Linked DNA regions of Gossypium raimondii: region 1 is linked to region 2. Evidence: chromatin contacts called from public Hi-C data. All regions are on one chromosome and are shown on one strand. Each heading gives the region's core, a stretch centred on a gene start, on an enhancer-like site or on the middle of the called end of the contact. The rest is flanking DNA. Distances are from core to core; before and after follow the strand shown. Region 1 holds the start of LOC105788638 (pentatricopeptide repeat-containing protein At5g61990, mitochondrial). Region 2 holds the start of LOC105788633 (amine oxidase [copper-containing] zeta, peroxisomal).

What was found. Hi-C and Micro-C count contacts between places; a contact is called where the count stands out from the background.
Region 1: a Hi-C map of leaf shows a contact between it and region 2, with 2.7 times the contacts expected there. The contact joins the promoter of LOC105788638 here to the promoter of LOC105788633 in region 2. A contact is called at or near these places in 2 of 2 Hi-C or Micro-C datasets (both in leaf).

What each region holds. Positions count from the first base shown.
Region 1 is chr2:38,007,441-38,013,022 of ASM2569854v1, reverse strand. LOC105788638 (pentatricopeptide repeat-containing protein At5g61990, mitochondrial) reads right to left here and starts at 2,502. Exons shown (of 1, transcript XM_012615597.2): 1 at 1-2,502. The coding sequence starts at 2,437.
Region 2 is chr2:37,861,899-37,868,361 of ASM2569854v1, reverse strand. It overlaps LOC105788633 (amine oxidase [copper-containing] zeta, peroxisomal), which reads right to left and starts at 2,466. Exons shown (of 13, transcript XM_052627462.1): 1 at 1,838-2,466; 2 at 1,146-1,255; 3 at 701-1,006; 4 at 278-390; 5 at 1-174. The coding sequence starts at 2,087.

The DNA of each region.
Region 1 (5,582 bases), core at 1,253-3,752, 140 kb before region 2:
TTGGTGTAATACAATTACTGGCCATGTCTTCTAACAGCCTCTTAGCTTCATTTGGTTTCCCCGACTTGCATAACCCATTGATCAATGCATTGAAAGAAGAGGTGAGATCAAAGCCCTTCTGCACCATTTCAGAAAACAAAGAGTGTGCCTTGTCCAATTCTCCTCCTTTACAGCATCCGTCAATAAGGGCACAATAAGTAAAACTATCAGGTGGAACACCCTTTGAAGGCATTTTATCCAGTAACTGAAATGCCTGAGTTAAATTTCCAGATTTGCAATATCCATCTATAATTATAGAATAACTCTTGACATTAGGTGCCAAGCCTCTCTGTGAGATTTCATTAAACACCCTCCTAGCTTTCTCAGTGTCACCTAACTTACACAGACCATCAATTATTGCGTTATATGTAACAATATTAGGAGCAATGCCCTTTTGACACATCTTATCATGAAGGTTGAGAGCAGCCTCCATATCACCAAGCTTAGAAAAGACAGAAATGAGAGAAGTATAAGTGAATACATCAGGCACTATACCCTTTTCATCGAGTTGAGAGAACAGTTGCATTGCATCATTAATTCTACCATTTGCCGCAAGGCCGTGGATGAGCGCAGTGTAAGTCTTTACATCCGGGAGCACACCTTTTTCAGACATGCGCCTAAATGTCGACAGAGCCTCAGTTACATTTCCCACTTTGCAAAGGCTATTAATCAATATAGTATAGATAGCATTATTAGGAGCTATACCATAACTATGCATCTCTCCGAAACACCTTTCTACTGCCTCCATTTCCCCGGCCTTAGCATATCCATGGATTAAAGTCCGATAGGTAATTCCATTAGGCTTCAACCCCCTGTCAACCATTTCGACTAAGAAGCTTCTTGCTTCGTCCATCTTTTGGGCCTTACATAAGCCACTTAAAAGAGTATTGCAACAAAAGATATCAGCCATTTGTCCATTCTCCATCATTCTATTGAGAATCTTTCTTGCTTCCTCGAATCTACTTTTCTGAATATGACCTTTTATCAGATTTGTATACATAACAACGTTGGGCTTCAACCCTACCTTAATCATTGCCTCAAAAACATAATTAGCTCGACCAAGATCTCCACAGTGACATAATCCACTAATCATACCATTATAAGTGTACATCGTGGGTGTAAACTTGTGTTCCTTCATCTCTTCAAACAATTCATGGGCCTTGAGAAAATTCCCTTGTAGACAATAACTCTCAATCATAAGACTAAATGTTTGATCATCAGGTCCGATGCCAATCAAAACCATCTCATCGAACAGAGCTTTTCCTTTCTCCAAGTCACCAGCCTTAGAAGCCCCACGAATAAGCACATTATACGTGAACACATTCGGTTTAATTCCACAAGCAACCATCTCATCCTTGACTTGGAAAGCCTCGGCCATGCTCCCCCGTTTCATGAACCCATCAATCAAAGCTGTGTACGCAAAATGGTTAGGATTTAAGCCTGCACAACGCATTTCCTCCATCATCAATTTCGCTTCCTGAAATCTGTTATGCCTACAAAACCCATCAATAACCGTATTGTAAGTATATGCATCAGGGTTGAAACCCTTCCGGCTCATGGAGTTTTTCAACTTCAATGCTTCATCAACAGCACCAGCTTTACACAGTCCACCAATCATAACATTATAAGTAACCAAACCAGGACTACATCCCTTCTCCTCCATATCCATAAACACCCTTTTTGCCTTCTCAATATCCCCAACTCGACAATGAGCATTAATCACACTGGTAAAAGTATAAACATCAGGCACCAATTTAGCATCTATCATCCCATTGAAAACCTTCCAAAACAAATCCAACTTATTTACCTTAAGCAAATCACCTAAAAAGTTATTACAACAAACCAAACCAGGCAAAACCCCAACTTTTTTAGCACCCAAAAAAACATAAACAGCATCGTTCCAAGAACCCATTTTCTTATAACAACCAATCAAAATCTCGAAAACCCCGACATAATTCTCTTCATAGCCCTTCCAGCACCTAATAATTGAACCCAAAATGGCCTGAACGGGCCTCCTAGTCCTAACCATGCTGTCTAAAACAATATTGGCTTTACGAAACATCTTCGAATTACATAAAGTAACTGCTAGAAAAGAAAAAGAATCCAAATTTTGAGGGTTCGGGGATCGGTGACTTGCCCAGTTGAAGAAACTGAAGAGGCGTTCGGGATCATGAACCGAGTTTTGGAGAAGAACGGAGTGAACCATGTCTGGGTTCAGCTTGCTTGTCAATTCTGATGATGTTTCAAGAAGTCGTTTCCAGTCATTCTTACTGAGGATAGAAGCGATTTCCACGGCTTCGTCGTCATGTGAAGCTGATGTACAAAGGGAAGCCGATTTGAGACGAGAGAGCCTTGATTTCGTGAAACAATAGACCGTTTGCTTTGAAGATAAACGCATTGTTTTGAAGGATTTTCAAGGTGAAAAAATGGGGACGCGTTTAGTCTGCAAAAAACAGAATAAGAGAAGAGAATCAGCGAGTAAGGAGAACGTTTACAGCACACTTTGGTGGGCTTTCGGCTTCACTTTTCTGGGCTGTTTGGCCCATGTATTTGTACTTTAATTAAGATACCGGTTTAAACTTTTCAGTCAACGAAATCGAACACCTCAGCATTTTAATTTTAAATTTATAAATATCTAAAAATAAACTTCAAATTATATTAATTTATGTTAAAATTAAGACATTTTAAATATAAAATTTTAAATAATTTATTTTAAGGTAATTTTAATTAATTTATTGAACTTTAAAATTAATTAAACTAAATATAAAAATTAATATAAAAGTAACTAAAACCTTTAGTATATTTATCAATAAGTATTAAGTGTTGTGATAAATTATTTTGCATTCTCAATGAGAACAAAACAAATTCATACATTGAAGAGGATATTTTGGGAGTGAGCTATATACCTTGAACATGAACTATAAAACGGAATAGAGAATATTAAAAAATTTTAATTTTTTTAATTTTTAAAGCTAAGTTAATAATTAATATAAAGTAAATAAAGTTAAGTTTTTATTTTTATTATTCAATACTTTGTTTAAATCAATAATATTTGGCAGCACAATTTTTTAAAAAATTGTTTAGTGTTATAATTGACAGAACTAAAATAATCTATAAAAATCAAGAGTATTATTTTTGTTAGGTTCGAAAATATCAAGAGAGAGATGAATTAGTATTTTAAATTTTTATCGCCTATAAATGAGTTATCGTTTAGAGTAATAAAATATAACACAAAAAATATATAAGAATTAGAACGGCGGTGTCCGCAAGTGCATGGATTGAATTGTAATATAGTTAGTAAAATGAAATACTTGAAAGTATTCTGAGGATCGTACCCAAGGGGAGATAGAGTAAATTATGGAAATATTTTTACAATAATAAGTCCAAGTAGTAGTAATTAATTCTTATATTATAATAAATCATAAAATAGATTAAAAAGATAATTTAATTAACTAAAATAAATAAATAAACGACTTAATCAATAAACCAATAAGGAAGATTAGCTCGCTTCAGGGTTTATAACTAACTTCGGATTAGGGTTTTAAGGTAGATTAGCTATCGATTAACCAATTATTACTTCCTGGCCTTTAATTAACTAATCGATTGATCGATACTTGCTTATATCCAGACATTACTTTCTCAACCAGGATAAATTTGTTAAAGAACGAAATCAAAAATCCGAGAAAGATAAGAGAATAATGGAAAATAGAGGAGAGAACAATGCATATGAGAAAGGGGTGTTGACAGTTTTCAATTTTCATATCCAATACTATCAATTACATGCTAATATATAGGAAAAACAATCGAATTGTCTAACAGTCAAAATAATAGAAAAACAAACAAAACAAATTGTACAATTGTTTCTATGAAACGCTTTATTTTATTTAACCTGATACGCATTGTTTTTATAACCTGCTCTCGGCCCAACTAATCCACCCCATTTATTTCATAATTTAACCCATAACAACTACTCCCTCCTTGAAGAAGATCCTTGTCTTCTAGGATCTATATGAAGGTAAGCATCCTTCAATTGCACCAAGGATTCCCATGTGGCATCCTCTAGAAATGAATTCACCCATTCAACCAAAACTTCAGTTGTGGCCACATTCCCATGCTTTACCATCCTTCTATCTAAAATTCTAATAGGCTTTTTGGCCCAAGATCCCTGGTTGTCCATTACTGGCAGAGAGACTTATACATGAGCAGCTCTAACATGTTTCTTAAGTTGTGAAACATGAAAAGTAGGGTGAACTATAGATCCATGGGGTAGCTGCATCTTGTATGCTACCTTCCCGATCTTACCTTCCACCATGTATGACCCAAAATACTTGGGAGCTAATTTTTGGTTAAGCAACCTTCCATAGAATACTGTCAGTAAGGTTGAAGCTTCAAATAAACCCAGTCCCCTACTTTAAAATGTCTGTCTGTTCTGTGTCTATCAGCTTGTTGCCTCATTCTATCTTTTGCTCTTTTCAGATGGAATTTTAGCAGTTGTCTTGTAGCTTTACAGTGATGCAAACATTTGTCTATAGCAACCACCAGTCATGCCCCGGCTAATTATGGTGTATGATGAGGAGGTGTCTGGCCATATGGTGCCTCATAAATTATGCTTTGAATAGCTAAGTGGAATGTGGAATTATACTGCCACTCAGCTAATTGAAGCCAACTTACATAGTCCTGTGGTCTCTCCCTTGACATGCATCTCAGATAGCCTTCAAGACACCTATCCAATACTTTTGTTTACCTATCAGTCTCAAGATGGTAAGCAATGGATAGGTAAAGCTTAGTTCCCACTCGTCTGAACAAATCCTGCTAGAAATTACTTACAAATATCTTATCCCTGTTAGATATAATGAAGTCGGGCATCCCATGTAGCTTGTACACATTTTCCATGAACAATTGAGCTACAGTCATAGTAGTATAGGGATGGGATAGGGACATAAAGTGGACATATTTTGTGAGACGATCTACTTTGATCGGAACAACACTCTAATCTGTCGTAATTTAGTGTAGTAGATTAATCTAATTTTTGCTCTTTAGGAGCTTGAAAGCAAGCATTTTCATAAGGTTTTAATTATGTTTTTGCAAGATTTCTTAAAGTTAATAAAATGTACAAATTGAGTCTTTCATTGACCTTAGGGGCCGGATGAGGCCTAAGGGGGAGCTAATGAATTGTGTAAGTGTACAGAAGACCATTAAAAGGTGTAATAAATAGATGTTGGTCACTATGTCGCAACAAGAAATGACATGACATACCCTTGAAGAAATCACGAAGTTGCTTTCGTTGTCGCGACATAGACTACAGGTGTCACGACATGCCCTTGAAAATATCCCACGATGAGTATACTAAATCTTATGTCGCGACATCGATTTTGGACGTAAACTAACACAAGCCAGGGGGCCTTTTGGTTTGCACAATCGAACTTAAAGCTCAGGAACGTCAACTAACCTAGGGTTAAGGACGACGACCACCTGAAATCTATAAATAGGCTCATTTGTCATATGTTATGGACATAGATTACTTAGTTTAGAATTTTGCTTTT
Region 2 (6,463 bases), core at 1,217-3,716:
CGGTCCTCAAACTCAATCACCTTCATCTTTTGCATATCAACAAGTACATAAATCCCCTCAACTGGGCGAGCATAGCCATTTTCCATGGGGCAGTCACTTTCAGTTCTACAGAATATAAGTGGTTTAGCAAGTCTTCTGCTTGGAGAATCAGCATCACTATGATAACCAACACACCTGTTGAAAATGGATTTAAAACCCAAATGTATAAGCACCAGAACATGACACAGATAAAAAAGGCAAACATTTTATATACAATCAAGATGTGGATTTAACTAACCAGGGATCAACCATCACAAGGTCCATGTCCTCAATACCCCTCTTCTTCATTGCTTCTCGGAATGGAGGAAAGTCTTTTACAACAGCTTCACATTCAGCATATTCCATAGCATCCTGAAAGGAATTCAAAACTGAGAAATAAAATATGAATTGGTAGTTCAACTTAACCAAACCTTTGCACTTGGACTGGCGAGGGAGGGGTCAGATTATGAGCGTTTGTCCCAAACAGGTACGTTCAATTTAAGGTAAAGTTTTTAAATATTTTTGGAAGGCCAAACATCCATACACATGTAAGTAGGAAAATTCAAGGGATACAAAGAGTCTTAAACAACATAACACTTGACTGCAAAAAGTCTAGAATTCTAAAATCTAGCAAATGGGAAAAACATAAAGTACAACTGTCCATGCAATGAGATAGATTTACCATAGGAGGCTGAACATCTGGTACAATTTGAGATGATATTACTTTTCCCCTGTGATGCCCTCCTCGAGTTACTGCATGTACTTCAGATAACTCAACAATCCATATACTTGTTTCATTGGACTTCTTGTTATAGACAACCAATCTAGCTCGCCTGAGAGGGAGCTTGGTAGGTATCACTGGGCCATTTTTGGTCCTTGGAAGTAATGAGGGTTGGAAAGGTGGGAAGAAATAAGCATCTGCCAGAGCAACAACATGCTTGTCTGGCTCCAAAAGAACCACTTCAACGAAGCGCATGCTGTCTCTTACCTTGAAAAAGAAAAATAAGAATATTACTTATCTCAACATTTTAAACAACATAGAAACATCAACAAATCTTAAGCACATTGGTTTGGAAATGATATAATGGAGGACAACAAAATAAAGGCATTATATAGAAATTAGCAACCTCAGGAGTGGCACCAGCAGCTCTGACAGTAGCAACTGCAACAGAGATCTCAGCAGCAGATAAAGGGTCCAAAGGATGACTGGTTTGAGGCCTTGTAAAGATTTGGATGCCTGCACAATCAAACAAGCAATCTTATTGAACACTATAGAGAGAAAAATCCTTGTCGACATCAGAGTGCTAAATAACTAAATACCAGCATAACTCTCAAACACGTTCGATTAAACACAAAATTCTTGAAGTTATTCACTTGAAATTTTTTTAGGAAAAAGAAATCGGTCAACAAGCAGCAGAGCAAATAAAAATAAAAGGTCAAAGTGAAGCATTAAGTAATGAATTGATCGTCCTTTCTCGAAATAAATCTTACACTTTCAAGATTCTTCCAATATAACTATAAAAGATAGATAAATAAAAGAAAGAAATATACATGCATTTGGTACAAACTAAACCATAGTTAATTCCTTTTTTTTCAAAAGAATATATATATCGAAGTCTGAAACTTTAGTTCATGATATTCGTGGATGATTAATGCACGAGGAACGATGCAGAAAATAAAAAAGTCCGAAAAACATGAGATGATAGAAAAAGAAATACATAACAACATGTAAAACGGCTAGGATCTAAATTGAGGATCATCTGAAACGCCAACACATTTCTTACAACAATGAAAGAGACAGGGGGAGAGAGAGAGATGCCTTTGGTGGAAGTATCGGGAAGAGAATCAACGGGGCGAATCAAGGACGCCATGGCAGCTTTGGTGGCGCTGCTATCGTCGCGGCGATCCGTAGAACCGAGGGTCCACTCGTGCAGCAGATTGGAGGCGGTGGCGGAGGCAGATGAAGAAGCAGGAGGCGCGGCGGAAACAACGGAGTGCGATGCGCAACATGAAGAAGGGGAAGAAGATGAAGAAGAATGAAGCGTCGTCTTTTTCTTAGCTGAGGCCATTGTAAAGGGTTTGCAAGCTCGCCAAATCCACCGCAGTAAGTCTCAATACAATCTACTGACATACAGCAAAACTTTCTCAGTCGACTCTCTCTGGCTCTCCCTCTCTCTTCTATCTATTTCTCCGTTGGAAAGAAGCTTCAAGAAAATACAAGAAAATTTAAAAGAGAAAAAAATGAAGCAGAAATAACCAAGGTCAGATCAAATAGTGGTGTGTTGAGTGGCAATAAACTCTAATTCTAACGACAAAGGACCGTTTGTTCAACGGGAGAAAGAAATGTGAAGAGAAAAAGGAAACCAGAACCAGAAACAAAACAAAAGGAAAAAGGAAAAAAATAATCAATGGTAGAGTTGGATAGACGGAGAAAAAGTAAGGGAATGGAAGGGCTTTATATACTATTCTACTCCTATTCCTATATAAGAGAAAGTACAGAAACCACGTGCATCCATCTCACTCTCAACTCACACCCTCTATTGATTTATTGGACGGGAGATCATAGGTGACCTGTTTTACTCTTTTTTTGTTAACGCCAGATAATAACAAAACTAAAACTGATGGTGGTGGATATGGGCCATAAGGCGATGGCCCTACTTTTGTTTTATGTTTTTGTAGGATTTTGGGTGGGGAGCTTATAATAATGATTTATAAGAGGGATCATTTTCAGTGGATAAGGGGTGATACATACACTGATAGGAGGATCTTAATGTTAGCCCTGATAAGGCCGTACAACTTCCTCTTATTTATTTATAAGGACTTAATTTCTCTATATTCACTTTTACTTGTGGGCTACGGCCCACGCCACTGCATTCTTTACTTACTCTTATTTTACTTTTAGGATAAACTACCCTCCTTCTTCTTTTCATCACTCTAAATTTTTTTTATCACTCTGATTAAGATAATTGTTCGAACTGATCACAGTTATTTAAAGTTTTATTGATCTACTAATGGATTACTAACGTGGTATTTTTTTACTTTTAACTAAAGTTAAGTACCTCTACATAATTATTCCAAAATATATTTTTTTTGGTTTATTTACAACGTGAAGATTTTAATAGTGGCATTGTCATTTGAATCCTCTCTAAGAAGAGGGAATCCAATTACGGCGACGATGAATCATGACCATGACCCCACTATTTCTGATGAACCCATTTTCCAGTATAACACCATCGATCACCCTATCGCCATCAATGGCCATGACAATATTGTCTCTATTGTTACTTCAAGTAAAATTTATCTCTTTTTACTTCTATTTTTTTGTTTGTTTGATAATTATATATATATTTACAAGTTTATATTTGAAAAATTAGATTCAACTGTTTCATATTTTTTTTTTGGAGGATTTAACTTTAATAACTAGATGATGCTTTTTGAAGTTCTGTTTCAAAATTTATGAAATCAATATGTTATAGTGCTCTGGATAACTGTAGGAAGCGAATTTGAGTTTTGGTTGAAAGGAATTATCGCACAATTTGTTTTAGGAGATTAGTTCTTCAATCCTCTATAACATTTGTAATAGGGTTTTTTTTTTCTAAATTGTAAAAACAATATAATTATCAAACCAACCAAAAAAAAAAAGTAATCAAGAGTAGTTTTACTTGAAGTAACAGTAGAGACAACATCGTCATGATCGTCGGTGGCGGTAGGGTGGCTAAGTGGTGTTATACTGGCAAATGGACTCATCGGAAAAGGTGGGTCCATAGTTATGGTTTGCCGTCACCGTCGTTGGATTCCCTCTTTTTATAGAGGATTCAAATATTGATAATGCTACCATTAACATATTCATGTTGCAAATAAATAAATAAAAATATTTTGGACTGATTATAAAGAGGTCCTTAGTTATAGTCAAAAGTAAAAAAAATGTCACGTCAACAATCCGTTAATGGATTAACAGAATTTTAACGATAGTGACCAATTCGAGCAATTATCTTAATTAGAGTGACTAATTGACAAAAAAAATCAAAATGACCAAAATAGAAATGACACTATTTTAGAGTAACATGTGGTGCAGTTTACCCCTATTTCTATAATGGTGGTAATCAAATAATATCACTCTTAATTATTTTTATTTTTTGGAATATCCCTACAAAAAATTAATTAATTGAGCATTAAATATAGTATTATTATTTGATGCACCAGTGGTGGAGTTTTTAAACTATACAAGAGGGATTAAGATGTCACCATATGTCCAATTTAGCTTAAAGACATTTGGTAGTATTTTAACACCACTTGTGGAGTTACAAAGACATTGCTAGTGTATCAAATAATTATCCTTAGACATAATAATATAATAATTAAATTGAAGCTGTATTTTTGTATTGGATGGTATGAGAGGAAGATATTTTTATTTTTTCTTATACAATGCCTACTTCTACCCAAAACCTTTAAATCAAAGGAAAGGAAAAGAGTGCGTAAATCTAACTACAATGTAGAATCCAAAAGAACTAAGCAAAAACTGGATTAATCTAAAAAGAATCAAACAAAACCCACCTAAGGCACATTGTGGAAAGGAAACCCACACATTGCAATTGCAAACAAAAATATTTGAATCCGAACCTTTAAGATTTGAGACCTCAACTTTTGTCAACAGTGTCAATGCATCATTGACTCAATCAACTGTATTTTTATTCGTAATATTAGTGAAAAAGTTTTCAACAACATGAAATTTAAATTGAAGATATTACTGATTTGTAATTATTTTGTTTTTAATTTGTTATTGGATTATATTGAATGATCATTTTGTTCTTATGTATCAACACTGAATAATCTTGAGCTTTCCTGTAACAAAATCTTGCTTATATAAGATGAATATTATGTTAAAAGAATGAAATGGATCTATTTTACTTGTCTTCATGGTTTTATGGCAATGTTGAAGATTTGTTGATGCAATAGCCGAGTAGTAATCTGAATTTTGATATAGAAATTTCTTTTATTTTTAAATTTTAAATATAATCGATTTAAACTTTATAAATTCTTTTCAAAATTAACTTGTTTAATTGGGTTGAGTTTATGATAATATATTTTCAATTTTATAATGTTTTATTTTCATAACTGAAATAATTAAGATTAAATCATCTAATTGTATTATAAAAATAATATGAAATAAATAAAATAAAAATATAAAAATTCAAGTTCTTAAAAATAATAAAAATAAAATAATATTCAGATAAATTTAAAATGAATCCAAATTTTAATCATTATTTTAATACTCAATTATTTTTAAATACTTTTATATACAAAAAGCTAATAAATTTGTTAAGGGGAGGAGATGGGGCTGCTATGGAAATAGCTAATAATAATTTGATTCCATGAAATCACAATGCATGTTAAGTGTATGGTGCAAAGTATAAAATCAAAATTACAAATAAATGTTATCATTATAAGCTTGCATTTATATGGATATAAAACAGATTTTGGTATTGCCATGAAATGTTTTATATTCAACCTTTAAACTTTGTGTTATACTTATGGAGTTGCATAAATAATGCAAATATTTTTAGATGTTATTGTTTGAAAATGATTAAATGTTGGAGGTTATTTATAATAGTAAATCTTAATTTTAATTGATATATAATTGTAACACTAATTAAAAGAAAAAATTTAAAATAATATCTATTAATTAATTAATATAATCAATTGTGTAGTTCAAGCTAATAAAAACTCTATTATAAAAATAAAAATAAAAGATATTATTGATATGATATTGTTGAATGCTATTTATAATAGTAAATTTTAATTTTAATTTTTACATAATTGTAACACTAATTAAACGATAACTAATCTAAAATAATATCTAATAATACTCAATTTATAATGGTAAATCTTAATAATATATAATTTTAACACAAATGAAATAATAATTAATTCAAAATGATATCTAATAATTAATTAATTAACTAAAATACTCCATTGTATAGTTCAAATGAATAAAAATTCTATTGTTAATTTTTTTAAATTAATGCTAATTTAGTAATATAATGAACAATAAAAGATATTATTGTCTATTTAAATTTTTTCAAACTCATGTTTTATATAAATTATACAGAACTACTTAGCTATTTTAAACTCATGCAAAGCACGAATCAATTTTATTTTAATAATTTTAACATCATATATATTATATTATATTATATTATATTATATTATATTACAAGATTTTAAATTTCAAATGTGTTCACACCATAAAAATTTGACATATAATAATAAAAGAAATAAGCATTTGCGAAAGGAAAAATTGTTATATAAATACCTTCGCTTTTTTATTATATAATTTAATGGTCACAATAATTAACAATCTACCTTCACTAATTAATAATTGAATTTAAGTTAGAAATGATAAATAAAAATAGAATTTCATGCAATCTACAATTATAATATTATT